Linked DNA regions of Bos taurus: region 2 is linked to region 1. A link is a contact called in public Hi-C data. All regions are on one chromosome and are shown on one strand. The core of a region is the stretch at or near the end of the contact, and the rest is flanking DNA. Distances in the headings are between cores, read along the strand shown. Region 1 holds the start of FRS3 (fibroblast growth factor receptor substrate 3). Region 2 holds the start of TAF8 (TATA-box binding protein associated factor 8).

Region 1 (7,055 bases), core at 2,968-5,467:
CAGAGCGGATGTCACTGCCCACATTGTGTAGACATGAAAGCTCAGGCCAGGGGTGGGGGGATGACTTCCCCCAATTAGTGGCATATCTAGGCTGTAAATTTGTGCCTCCCTTCCTTCTGTACCTCGCTTCTTCCCACAGTAAGTAAAGAGAGGGAGGCAAGAGAGAGGAAAGCTGGGGAGAGGGAGACCCACATCACTGTCCTGTGGAGGGAGCTGCTGGAGGAGGCTCCGGAGCACAGGCCAACTGGGGGCTGGGGTGGTGTCCAGGCCAGGATGCCCCCAGCTCAGAACTTCAGGATCCTGAGGAAACAGCAAAAGGAGAGGGGCAGAGCTCGGTTTGTCCTTCCTTCCCCTCCCGCCCTTCCTCCTTCATCGCCACCTCTTCATCAATCCACAACAGTGTCCACCCTCCTGCATTTGGAGACTCTTCCTTCACGATCACAAGGACAGTTGATCCACTCTCGTGTTTGTGGTCTCACTGAGGCAGGTTAGCGGGACACACCCCAAAACATCTTCCCTTCTTATGCTTGAAATCACCCCCTTCACTCCTTAGGGCCAAACCCCCGAGGTTCTGCTTTGGCAACATAAGCCCAGTAGGAGAGAATTCATGTATACGTGTGAATAAGTTTAAGGAAGCTGAAGAATTTCCTTGTGGTCCAGTGGTTAGGACTCTGTGCTTTCATTGCCAAGGTCCCAGGTTCAATCCCTGGTTGGGGAACTAAGATTCTACAAGCTGTACAGCACAACCAAATTGGGGGAAAAAAAAAAATAAGGTAGAGAAGTTGAACCCCTGTGTTCTGAGGGGGCTATATGGACAGGGATTCCTGCAAAGGAAAAGGGTTGCAAGAAGCTGGACACAAAGGCTAACTAACTATCTCCCATTTGGTGGAAATGGGAAGAGGTCCAGAGGATGAAGGGGATGGCAATCTCAGAGGGAAGGGCAGGACTCCTCCCACCTGAGCAGAGGTCTCCTCAGGGTCCTCCTTGGGCATGGTTTCTGGATCGCTGTCTGAGTTGACTGGTGGATTCAGCTCTGGAGAGGCCAGCCTCTTTACTCGGTGGGGCCAGCCAGAATTCAGCAGTGACACTGGTGGTAAAGTCTGCATAGAAAACAGCAAGAGGCCTCCCATTTATTTGACCATAACAATGAGCTAGGCAGGCTAAGTGCTTTACAGGCATTATCTCCATCAGTCCTCCCATCAACTACATGAGTTAGGTGGTATTCCGGTCACCATTTTACAGATGGTCCAAATGAGGCTCAATAAGTGGTCTACTCAAGGTCACAACGCTAGTAAATGGCAGAGTCAGATTTTGAGGCCAAAGCTTTCAGCTCCAGAGTTTCTGAAGCTCCAACTCTAGGGTCTCCCAGCACTGGGATGGAGGAAAGCAGAGCCCTGTAATGGAAGAGGGAGACAAGCCACCTTTCCCGTGAGCCTTTGGGTAGACTGGCCCCTGTTCCCCACCTCCCCAGTCATAACTCCCACTGTTCCTCACTGGGCACTCAGCACCCAGGAAGCCTGCTTCCTCATCTCTTCTCACTTCTCCGACTAGGCTTCGGCCAGGTCAAAGAACCACTTCTTAGCCTCTCCAGCCCATACCAGCTCACCTTTCCCTATGCTCCAGAAATAGGTACAGTGAGTGTCCCCAGATTTCTCACCTAGTGTTCCTCTTTGCCCCCGTGCCTCTCTCAGCTCCTCGTCTGGTCTATCAGCTCTTCCAGGACAGGAAAATCCTGTGCTTCTATCTTCTGTCTCTAGTAGCAACTTCAGTGGATAATTCTAAGTGCAATTCTTTAGCCCTCCTCTGGGCGAATCCTGCTATGGCTACATTTTCTTGGGGATGGGAGGTGACTACTGAAGTGGTAAAGGGATGAACCCTGCCCATAACAAGCTCATCGTCTACTGGGTCAGGCATGGATGAAACCAGACAGCATGGGGCCAGGATTCTGGGCAGATAGACACAGCATCCTAGGAAGAAAAAAAAAAAAAAAAGACTAAACTTTTCTAGAATATTTACTCTGTGCCAGGGGCTTTTCTGGGGCTTCCCAGGTGGTGCTAGTGGTAAAGAAGCCCCCTGCCAATGCAGGAGTCAGAGACTCAGGTCCAATACCTGGGTGGGGAAGATCCCCTGGAGGAAGGCATGGCAATCCACTGAAGCAACTTAGCACCCACTGCATGCAGAGACTTTTCTACCATGTTACATAATCATCCTCACAACAATCCTGTGAAGTAGTTTCTATTACCCCATTTTACGGTTGAAACAAACTGAGGTTAACTAACTTGCCTGAGGTCACATTAGAAGGCTAAGGGAAGCTTTAGAGGAGGAAGTTGCCTTTGAGAGCTGGGATGGCAGCTGGGCACCGGAAGGGATCATCAAATCCCTAGCCTCCGTGAGACCCAGCTTTAGGGCTGGGTACAGGGTTTGGACCATAAAAATTATATGGCTTCCTAGCCCTGAGCCCTCACCCTCTGACACCCTTCCCAGCTTCCTGGCTCCACACCCATCTGCTTCCTTCCTGTTCTGTCCCTCAGGTCAGCTTTCCTGTGGAAAGCAACCAGGATGGGCTGTTCACACCCAGGGCCAGGAGGGGACTGAGACCCTCTTTTCCAGGTTCTGCTGCTGCTGCTGCTGCTGCTAAGTTGCTTCAGTCGTGTCCGACTCTGTGCGACCCCATAGACGGCAGCCCACCAGGCTCCGCCATCCCTGGGATTCTCCAGGCAAGAACATTGGAGTGGGTTGCCATTTCCTTCTCCAATGCATGAAAGTGAAAAGTGAAAGGGAAGTTGCTCAGTCGTGTCCGACTCTTCGCGACCCCATGGACTGCAGCCCACCAGGCTCCTCCGTCTAGTTTGCATGAAACCGTCTCACACAGGACCAACGCTCAGAAATCAGTCCTCACTCCTCACGCCTCACCCCTGGACTGGATAACTGCACGTTCACTTAGCACTGGACTCCATCTTACTAACATGCTGGATTCCTTCCAGAATTCTCCTCCCCCCCTTACAAATAATACAAGACTGAACCCCCTCCCAGTCGGGCGCAGGTGTAAACGGGCTCAGGAGTTCTACTTTCCTGAAAGGCAGAGGCTAGGGATTGGGAAGTTGGGGGGTGGGGTGTAAGGGATGAAAGATTTCCCGGACAGAGAGAGGAAGAAAGGTTCGAGAAGTTTCTGGTACTGCCAAGTGCCCTCTTGACAGATCCCCAAGTTTTTTCTTGGGTTTCTCGGGGCCCACCTCCGAAGCGGGACGCGGTGTGGTTCCCGAGTCAGTTGGGGTTCCCAGTCCGGCTGCTGGAGTTTAGGAGAGGGGACGGGAGTCCGCTGGGGTCTCACCTTGCAGAGCGCCGGTCTCTGGGCGGTTCTGCACAGACGCCGCTGTCGGGCCCCTCACCCAGTCTCCACCTCCAGATCTAGGCGCCCGCCTCTGCCCGCCCCCGGGAGCTCGGCCCTTCCTCTCCCAGCACCCCCCTCCCCGCCCGGCGGGCCCCGTCCGCCTCTCCCGGGCTGGTAGGGCCCGACGGCTCGGGGAGGGGCCTAGAGCTGCTAAGTGAAGGAAAGCATTTGAGGGATATCGGGTGAAAACGGTGCAGGCTCCACTGCCCCCACGCCCGTGGGCTTAGTCCTGGGACCGCATCTCTGCGGGCGCTGAGCAGACACCCAGGAGCCATCGTTATGCCGGGTCCTCAAGCACTCGCTGAACAGAACGCCTTTCGAAGCCTGCAGGTCCCCCCAGACCTTCCTTCTGGTCTCCTAGACCCGTCCTTGTCTGTGTGTCCCTACCCCCACCTAATTCCCTCCCCCTTGTCCCCAGCCCCTTTCTGGGGGTCCCTTGTACCACCCTTCCCCTTTCCATCCCTTCAAGTTCCTCCCCCATCTTTCGTGTTTCTCCCCGGTCCCGCCCCGGCTCGGGTCCTTTTTCTTATCCCGGGAGTGGAAACCTTTGGTTCCCTCAGCCCCGCCCTTAGCCCCGCCCCCACCCCAGGCTCCGCCCCGTCCCCGCTAGGCGAGCTCTGCCGCTGGCCCGGAGCGCCCTCTGGTGTCTGCGCATGCTCCCTGCTCGCTGCTGCAAAGTCCTCCAAAGGGACCTTCTAGGCTGCGCGCCGGTCGCCCCCGATCGGGTCCGCCTGCCCGCAGCGTCTCGTTGGTGCAGCCGGTGACCTCCGACCCCGCCGCTGCCGGGTGGGGAGGCCTTAGCTCCGGGCGGGCGGCGGCTGCTGCAGTGGGACCCGGGAGCGGGGCCCGGCGCAGCCCGGGCCGTGGGGCGATGTGAGTCGGGGTGCGGCTGGGCGGGGACGAAGCGGCTCCACCGAGGCCGCACCGCGCTTCGCCGCAGTCTCCGCTCCCTCCCGAGGAAGTCCCGGGAGGGCGGGCGGTGGAGCCCCGGGGCTGGGGGCGGGCATTAGGGACTACGCGCGGCCCTGACCTTCCCTATTCCTTCCCGGCATCTAGAAATTCCCGTCAATTCTGTTACCTAAATCTGCCTCTGACCTCCCACAACCACCCCATCCCCACCCCCGACACACCTTCGCGTGTCCTGGAGTCCCGAGAACCCCTGTCTCCTGCAAATTCCCCTGCTACGCCCCCAGAACCACCATTCTCTCTGGGATGAACCCAGATGCTTCCACCGTCCTGAAATTCCTCCAAGTCTTCAGGCTTCTCCATTCTCCTTGCACCGTGCTCAAATCCAAAGCATTTGTCCACCTTTCCCCAATCCCTTTCACACGTTTTGAGTCCCCATAACCTCAAACTCCTACACCCAGTCCACACCTGTCTCAGAGCAGAGCCTTCTCCTCCTGTCACCCGATGTCACCCCCTTAGCTGGGCTGTCATATGTCCTGGTATCTTTAAGAGCAGTGAAGGAAACAGGAAAAGATACAGCGCCCTCACCGATCTTGCACCCTGCAGTTCTTGGCTTCACCCCCAGACTCCCTGTTGGTGGCTCAAGCCCCAGTATTTACCCAGCTGCCCGTCTTTACCCAGCTGTGCACATCTTCCTCAGCCCACTGCCCCTTCCAGAGAGTAAGCCAGACAGAGGGCAGGGGTCCTTTTACCTGGAAAGTACCCAAAAATGGGGAGCACCTGGGGCCCTGGGAAATGACCTTGTTTTTCCAGGAGAGTGGGATTTCAAGGATCTCCAGGGTCCTGGCTTGTTGACTTGTCCACCTAGGGCTCAGATTACTGAAATTTTGGTTGATAGCATTTATGTTAAGTTATAGGCCTTTTGGAGCTTGGAGAACAGAAAGTCTATCAAGGTTGCAAATGTGAGATTGAAGGAGCTTGTCCTAGAAGAGGAAAATGTTGATTTTAGTGGTGTTTGTCCTATGTACTTACTTCTAGACGTGAAGCTCCATAGTTTACAGCTGTTTCTCGTAAAAACTGGAAAGCTGTTTCCCTTAAAGGCGTTGGGGTGGGAGTTGTGGGTGGCGATGGAGGATCTGCTTGGCACACTCTCTGTGATACTTAGCAGCAACATAAAAACTAGAATATTGGTTTCCTGAATCTTAAGCCATTGCTCTTTCCAATACATCTTCATGTCTTCTTGAGAGATCTCTCTGTAGAGTTCAAGTTCTCTGCAAAGGTAAGGTGATGATCTTGGTATTGGTTGTAACAGGATTCAGAGGAGGTCTAGAAGTGACTTAAAATGTTCTGGCCTGTCTCGGACTTCAAAGTCACTGTTTCCAGGGGAGTCTTTCCCTCTCAGGGCCTACGGGGCTTAGAATTTGTGGTCCCTTTGGCCTTGATCTTTCTTCATTGGCATTTATATACCATTAGAGCCTGGAACGGATATCCCAGTGGGATGGACTGACAGCAAGTCATTTTCATTAACCATTGATGGGTGAGGATAGAAGTTTTCCACTAACCTGTGGTCTCTGTCTCCTATGCTAGGTGAGCCCCAGGTGTGTCACAGGGAGATCCAGGTGACTTCTCTGCAGACTGCTTGCCATGCCACCCCACCAAGAACAGGGGGAATAAAGTGGGGGTCCTTCCCCATGCCCCTCCCATGGTCAGCTCTCCGATGGCCTGGGTGAGGTGAGACCTGTGTATAGGAGCCACTTTTCTGGAATTTCCCAAGTTGGGAGGAATTGAGGGTGCAGGTCAGGATTGTTCAAGACTTTACACTTTCAATGGGAGTTCTAGAAGGTATCTAGTCCCACCGATTGATTTCTTGCAGCAAGTTGCAAACCCATAATTTCTGGTTGGGATTGGTCCATGGGTTTGCTTGGTCCCTTAGGTCACTGTAGCCTGGTGGTGTCATCTCCATTCCAGCCACAGGCCCAAATGTGGTGACATCTAATTTGAGTGCCACAATCTGGGAGGGAAAAGCCAGATAGTAAGGCCTCTGGTCTCCCGTTTGGACAAAGGGAAATAAACCGAGTGTTTGTTTTTTTAATGAAGAAATGCCTACTCAAGGTTATGAAAATAGTGCTCTGTTTTCAATTTCAATTGCCTGAATATATCTCTTAACCATAACATAACATCTCATTTGAAGAGAACATCAAAAATAAATTTGAGATAGATGTTATAACCTCAGATATGCAGATGACGCCACCCTTATGGCAGAAAACGAAGAGGAACTAAAGAGCCTCTTGATGAAAGTGAAAGAGGAAAGTGGAAAAGCTGGCTTAAAACTCAACATTCAAAAAACTAAGATCATGGCATCCAGTCCCATCACTTCATGGCAAATAGATGGGGAAACAGTGAAAACAGTGACAGACTTTATTTTCTTAGGCTCCAAAATCACTGCAGATAGTGACTGCAGCCATGAAATTAAAAGATGCTTGCTCCTTGGAAGAAAAGTCATGACCAACCTAGATAGCATATTAAAAAGCAGAGACATTACTTTGCCAACAAAGGTCCATCTAGTCAAAGCTATGCTTTTTCCAGTAGTAATGTATGGATGTGAGAGTTGGATCATAAAGAAAGCTGAGCACCGAAGAACTGATGCTTTTGAACTGTGGTGTTGGAGAAGACTCTTGAGAGTCCCTTGGACTGCAAGGAGATCAAACCAGTCAATCCTAAAGGATATCAACCCTGAATATTCATTGGAAGGACTGAA
Region 2 (7,055 bases), core at 1,828-4,327, 200 kb before region 1:
CACCAGAGAAGCCCATGAATGAACTTGGAAAACATCCTGCTAAGTGAAATAAGCCAACCAGTCAAACATTTTAAGATTCCACTTACATGAGGTATATAGAAAAAAAGAAAATCCATAGGGACAAAAATTAGATTAGAGGTTACCAGGAGCTGGGAAGAAGGAGGGATAGGGGGCTGTTGTTCATGGCTACAGAGTTACTGTTCAGAACCATGAAAAAGTAAAGTTCTGAAAATGGACAGTGCTGATGGCTGACACCACTGTGACTATATTTAACACTACTGAATGCTTAAAAGTAATTAAAATCGTAATTTTATGGTATGTATATTGTGCCATCAAAAAAATAAATAAATAAAGGTCTTATTATTTGGGTGTCAGTTTTTTTTTTCTTTTACCTGAAGCTGAAACCTCTTTTTCAGTCACTCAGAAGTCCCTCAGGGGAAAGGGGAAACAGGAGGCTAGGCTCCATGAATGGGCTTCAGAGGTGGATGAGCAGTTTCAGGAAAATTCTGAAATTGTGCTCCATTTTACACAAACACAAAAAGCCTGTGGACTTAAGTATTTTCATAATAAAATGAGACATTCTTTGACTTTTTCCACTCTCACTCTCTGTCATGTTTTCCAGAGGCTATGTCACCTGTGATGACATCATGGCTTTGCTGGCTAATGGAATGTGTCCATGTGCATCCTTGTTTTAGGATGTTCTCAATTTCATTTTCTAATGTGGCAAAATCTCTCTATATATAAAGCCCATGTTGATATTTCCCTCGTGGTCCAGTGGTTAAGAATCCACCTGCCAATGCAGGGGATACAAGTTCAATCCTTGGTCTAGGAAAATTCCACATGCCGCAGGGCAAGTCAGTCCATGTACCACAGCTACCGAGTCCACACTCTGCAACGACTAAAGCCCATGCACCCTGGGGCCTGTGATCTGCAACAAGAGAAGCCACTGCAATGAGAAGCCTATGCACGGCAACTAGAGTAGCCCCTGCTCGCTGCATCTGCAGGAAGCCTGCACGCAGCAACAAAGACCTAGAGCAGCCCCTGCCTCCAAAAGAGCTTAATTAAAAAAAAAAAAAAGGGAGAATATTATATAAAAAAAAGCCCATGTATACAAAATTCCTTAGGACCCTCAATATTTAAGAATCTAAAGGAGTTTGAGATAGCTGCTTTAGGAAAACATTTGGTATTTTGAAGTCCCAAACATCAGCTGCAGAGTCATCTCACCCCAGATCACACCCTTCCTGGAGCAGCCCACATCCATGACTGATCAAGACTACAAAGGCAGGGCTTTGGGGGCCTACTGTCAGAAACTCTGATGGGCAATAATCCCTCCAGGGTTCCCTGCTGAGCTGGCCAATTCTTTGTTTGAACTTTTCCCTCTCTACCTAAACCTTTCTCTCACTTCCATTCACAGGGCTGATTCCTCCCAAAACACCTTAATGCCCCATCCCTCATCTCATCCTTCCCTTCCCTACCCAAGGCCCAAAGAGGGAAATACATTGATTATGCACAACCCTGTGTGAGACCATTCCAGGCTCCTAAATCTTAAGATACTTTCTTTTAAAAGCAGTGGTGGGTTTTTTTTTTTTTTCCATTTTGTAAAACTTATCCTCCCTCACTCTTTGTATCACATAATATAGCATTTGATTATATAATGTGTGGCATCTATTTCATGGGACTTAATCCTGACTCTCCAATAAAAGTGCAAATTCTTTGAGCATAGAGAACAAACAGTAATAATAATACCACCTACAAGTCATTGAGGGCTTACATTTTCAGCTTTGACTGTTTTACATATATATCTCACTTATACTCAAAAGTCCAAAATGTGCAAATTATTACCCCTTTTCACACATAAGGAAATTGAGGTTCAGGAAGTTTAGTGGTTGACCCAAGCTATTAAGTGGCAGAGTGAGAACTTACACCCAGGTCTATCTTATTCTAAAGCCTGTTAGTCGCTTAACAGTGTCCTTCCTTTTCTTAAACCTTTTCAACGCTATCATGATGCAGGACACAGAACAGATGTTTGACTGGAAGAAGGCCTACTGTTTCCTATCGTTTCCTGGTACTTACAGCTCTGCAGCATCTCTGTCAATGTTTCCACAGATGCTTTCTCAGCACTCTCAAACCCTGCCTCTGTCAGCAGGGAGCTCACAACCACTTGCAGGGTTCGCCTCCGGGCCAGATGGTAGTTATCAGCAGGGTTAGTGGACTGTTTACTTCCTGATCTCTGTGAATCAGCAGCCCAGAAACAGAGAACATTTTTATTCACTGGACAATGATGCAATTAGAGCTCACATACTGTCACTGGCAAGCAAAGGTTCTTTTGCTAAATACTTACAGGTACTTTGGATTTATAGCTCTTGGCCAAATGAACAGTAACTGAGCATCCTAGGGGCTCTAAATTCGGAGACAAACTTTCTGCCTACCTAACACTTAACAATTCCATAACACAAAGCGGCTGTTTTTTCTATTTTAGCAGATTTTCAGAATATATAGCTGAAAAAACATGCATGATGGGATTGGAACTCGTGCCCATCTCCCAGAAAAAAAGTGATCTCTGTTTCTCGTTCTTCCCATCTCCACACCATTTCACTAACGAGGAGAGTCAAAGCAACAAACAACACATGATGCTGAGAAGACGACAGAAAAAGTAGGAAACCTAAATTATTTTGAAATGGGAATCCCTCCCAACTTTAGCGGGCCAATAAGAAGGCGAAAACGGCCTCACTGGACCAATCAGGAGCTGTTCCGGGTTCCCAACCCCTCCCCCTCCAACAAAGAACGGGCCAATCAGTACACAGGTCCACCGACTCCGGAGGCCGCTGCCAAGTCTCGAGAATGGCGCGGGGGGGGGAGATGGAGAGTCACGTACGGCCTGAAAGACCCTCCTCCACGTAGGGTTCAGGGTGGGGCTGGGTTTCTGGGTATGGGTTCGTAGCCAGGGTAAGGGGAAAGTTGCCGAATGCTCCGACTCTCTCGGCTCCGGCCCAGCGACTGCCTCCCGCCCTTACCGTTCCGGAGCCCGCAGCCCCGGCAGTGGCCGCCGCGTCGGCCATCTTGCCCTGGCGTAATGTGCGCGAGTGCGGGGCACGACGGGACTTGTAGTTAAGGGGCGGGGCGGGGAGGGGCGGGAGCCAGGGGGCGGGGCGGGGAGGGGCGGGAGCCAGGGGGCGGGGAGGGGCGGGAGCCAGGGGGCGGGGAGGGGCGGGCGGGAGCCAGGGGGCGGGGAGGGGCGGGAGCCAGGGGGCGGGGAGGGGCGGGAGCCAGGGGGCGGGGAGGGGCGAGAGCCAGGGGGCGGGGAGGGGCGAGAGCCAGGGGGCGGGGAGGGGCGAGAGCCAGGGGGCGGGGCGACGCGCGCCCAGCGGAGCTTTCCGAGGCCTTGCGAGGTCCGCAAGGTGACCTCCCCCACCCCCACCCCCACCCCGGCTCACGTGACCTTTTGTGAGCGGTGGGTTCAGTGAGACCCGGAAGTTTGCCCCGGAAAATGAGCCCAAGGTTTCACACCTGTTTTTAAATGAAATCGCTTTTTCATGAAAAGCACATCTCTGGGACGCCCCGAACTTTCCTGGATGGTTGTGTGGGATCCCGCTGGGTCCCCATGATTTGCAGTCTAGGAGAGGGGCCTGGGAATCTGTATTCTTAAGTATCCAGGTGATTCTCCTGAGAGGGAAATCTGAAGGGAAACCCTGTTTTGTGCTGGGGTCCCAGGAGCCCCATTTGGAACTAGAGCTTCACAGCCATCCAGTTCCGGTGTTCCGGTGCATCACGCTGCCCTCTCGCCCTTTGTGAATCTGCAGGTGTTTGCGGGTGAGCCTGAAGGCGCTGCTGGCTGGAGGCTGTCGCTGGCCCGTCTCCCTCCCAGGCCGTTGCGTCCACGCGGTGCCTGTGGTTATCTGTGGTTCGCTCGCGGGTCAGCCTCCTCAGGATGGGGGGGAGGGTCTTCCGTGCACCCCTGTTTGCGAGTGTCTGGCAGGACGCAGAGGTTGGATTTGAACCCCAGAACTCGCCAGCTCTGGGTCTTCGGATACATTGCCTGACTTCACTGTGCCTCAGTTTCCTCTCTTGTAAAACTAGTATGGAATGAGATGGATGGGGGTTGGGGGTGAGCTAATACAGACGAAGGGTCTATGATTGTGCAGGCGTAGAGTAAGAGGTCAAGAAACAACGCCTAATGTTGTTTATTTCCTGCGTGGCGAACGGATGAGTGGAAAATGCTCAGAGGCCGATGTCTGGAAACCTGCGCCGCGCCTGCCCGCCGGGAGCACCTGTGCCTGGGGGGCACCCCCATCACCCCCTCACCTGGGGCGCGTGGGACGCGTGGGGCGGGGTCTGAGGGTCAGGGTCGCGGCGCCTGGCGAGCCGCCGGGAGGAGTCGGGGCCCAAACCTTCGCAGAGCGGAGCACCCAGCCCCTTTGTCTCCCCCGCCCCCTCTTCCCCACTTCCTGCCCAGCTTTAAACTCGGGATTGGCGGCTAGGCGCCGACTTTGTAAACACGCCGCGTCTGCGGCGGCGGAGGCTGGTTCTGTTTGGGCGCCTGGGGGAGGGGTGCACGCCCCTCCCCAAGGCTGGAGGTGGCGACCCCCCCACACACACACACCTCCCCAGACAGAAGCCAGAGGCGGCGGGAGAGAGTGTGTGCGGCCACGGTCGATGCTCCGGGGGGCTCACCTGCCGAGAAGGTAGGCTTGAGGGCTGGAGAAACCGAGATAGATGGGTGTCAGCGACACCCCGCTTTCCTGGAACCTCCAAGCTGAGACTGGCGGGGGATCGGGGATGGGGGGCGGTGGTTAAAGAGGTCACCGTGTCTCATCACCTCCCGTTGTCTCTCAAAGCTCAACTCACTTTCTATCTGAGTTGCACGTGGCTGAAGGGCAGAGAAGCCCCTCCAAATCTCTCCGCTTTTTCTGTGTCCGCACAGTCCCCCTCCAAGCTGAACTGGAAGCCCAGTGAGGTCACTGGGCTGTCTGTTGTCGTTCTGCATACCTCAGATATGGGCTGGGAGACGGAGGGAGGGCAGAACTAGGGTGGGCAGGGAGCCTTGGGGTCCTCCTGCCAGCCAGGGCCGGGGGAGCAGGCTGGAGGACAGGACCGGAAAGAGGGGTCTCGCAGTGGTGGTCTCTCTGGTGTCTGATGGGTAGATGGCATCTATCCACAAGTGATGGCTCTAGCCTCTTCTGTGTCTTTTACTGTGTCAACAAGAGGAATAACTGAAGAGATTGGTTGCTGTTACTGAGGGAGCCTTACTGTATTCATCGGCAAACATTGAGCACCTACTGTGTGTCTGGGATTTGGCTGGGATGCTGAGGGCACAGTGGTGTTATTCATCCACCGTGATCTCGCCTGAGTCATAGAACAACAGAGACAAGCTGCCAAGTTGGGGTGGCTGGGAAGGCTTCAGAGAGAAGAGGACATTTAAGTTGGGTTCTCAATGATGGAAAGTCAGCAGGCAGAAAAGTTGTAGGGTCTTCGTGGGCAACTTACTCATTCTACAGAGCTGGACTGAACCCTGCTGAGGTGGTGGGCATTGGGAAATGGGGACACAGAAACAGCTGCTGCTGCTCTCTTTAACCCTGCTGTCTAGACACGAAGAAGAGACAGGAATGAACAGGATGGATTCTGGGAAAGGCGTGTGTCTGGGTTGGTTCCCAGGACCCCAGAAATTCCCAAGTAGGTGCAGCAGGGAGAGTCCACCCCAGGGGTGATATAACAGTCCACACAATGCTGGGGTACCCACCCCCCACCCCTGGATGCTAAGACTGTTTCCTGTAACAAATCTAAGCCCCCAGCTCAGTTCTCCTTGGCACTAGACGTGAGTGAAAAGAAGTGGATCTGCCATTGTTTTCCTGCTGCTGCTTCTGCATTTTCAATTCCCAGGCTCACTTGAGAGATGGCTGACACAACAATTTATGAATTCATTCAGCTGTCTGCTGAGACCCCACTATCTGCACAGGCTAAATAGTGGGGACATAATGGCAAACAAGTCAGAGCTTCTACTCCCCTGGAATTCAGGATCGAAAGCATCTCTGAGGATTCCACCAAGATCCCAGTCTCTGCCCAGTCTTTGAGACCATGACCTCCGCGGTCCCAAGTGCCTTCTCTTTCCCATTTCCTTCCCTCAAGGGTTCAGAATACTAGCTAAGGCTTATATAGCACCGTCAGGTACTCTTCCAGATGTTTTAGGTGTAATGTCTCCTTTAATCCTCCCAACAGTCCTGTGAGGTGAACACTAGTATTATCTCCATCTTTGTTGTTTACTCGCTAAGTCATATTCAACTTTTTTGCGGCCCCATGGACTGTAGCCCGCCAGCCGCCTCTGTCCATGGGATATCCCATCTTACAGATGAGGAAATTCGGGCCTGGGGGAGATAATTTTCCAGAGGACAGGGTTGGGATTTAAACCCAGGTTACTTGACTTGGGAGGCCCTGTTCTTAACCACTGGGCTAGCCCACCTCCTTGATTGACCACATGGAATGCACCCTTAAGCCAGGGGCTTAGGAATTTCCCAAAGGGAGTCTGTGGTCTTGTATCTCAAATGATGCAGAGAAGAGCAACTTGTTAGCTGAGTGGGTGCAGGCGCTATTTACAGGGAGCCCCAGCAGGCCTGGATCAGAGTTGTGGGGACTATACAGAGCTTGTATCCCTTCCTAATGACCGTGTGCGTGTGTGTGTGTGTTCTCCTGAGTAAGCCTCACTCACAAAGAGGAATAAACCAAGGTTTGATGCAGGAAAGATGCATGGAGGTGATGTGCCAGAATCTAGGGAGATGGGAAACCAAGACACTTCTTTTGTTGGGAATCTTTAAGAAGAGCAGAAACCGTTCTGGACCCCCAACTTGGTAGCTTAGTCAGGAAGATGATCAGGGAGTGACCTTAAGCAATTTAAGATATGCACCTTTCTTCCTCATAGCTGCTGGATCCCAGAGGGCATCCCCAAAACTGCATCTGCACATCTGAGATGCGTCCCTCTAGGCGGACTGGGACTTACCCATGGTGCCAGCCAGGCCACAGGGCAGAGGCTCCATGGATTCCTGCTGTTTTTCCATTATCTTTCT

What was found. Hi-C and Micro-C count contacts between places; a contact is called where the count stands out from the background.
Region 2: a Hi-C map of skeletal muscle shows a contact between it and region 1, with 7 times the contacts expected there. The contact joins the promoter of TAF8 here to the promoter of FRS3 in region 1. A contact is called at or near these places in 5 of 11 Hi-C or Micro-C datasets (8-cell embryo, liver, skeletal muscle and 2 more).

What each region holds. Positions count from the first base shown.
Region 1 is chr23:15,590,150-15,597,204 of ARS-UCD2.0, reverse strand. It overlaps FRS3 (fibroblast growth factor receptor substrate 3), which reads left to right and starts at 4,217. Exons shown (of 7, transcript NM_001098918.2): 1 at 4,217-4,264; 2 at 5,885-6,023. PRICKLE4 (prickle planar cell polarity protein 4) reads right to left here and starts at 3,387. Exons shown (of 7, transcript XM_059880569.1): 1 at 3,332-3,387; 2 at 957-1,100; 3 at 193-300. The coding sequence starts at 992.
Region 2 is chr23:15,790,670-15,797,724 of ARS-UCD2.0, reverse strand. It overlaps TAF8 (TATA-box binding protein associated factor 8), which reads right to left and starts at 3,077. Exons shown (of 9, transcript NM_001101200.2): 1 at 3,015-3,077; 2 at 2,074-2,230. The coding sequence starts at 3,059. It also overlaps a transcript of CCND3 not described here.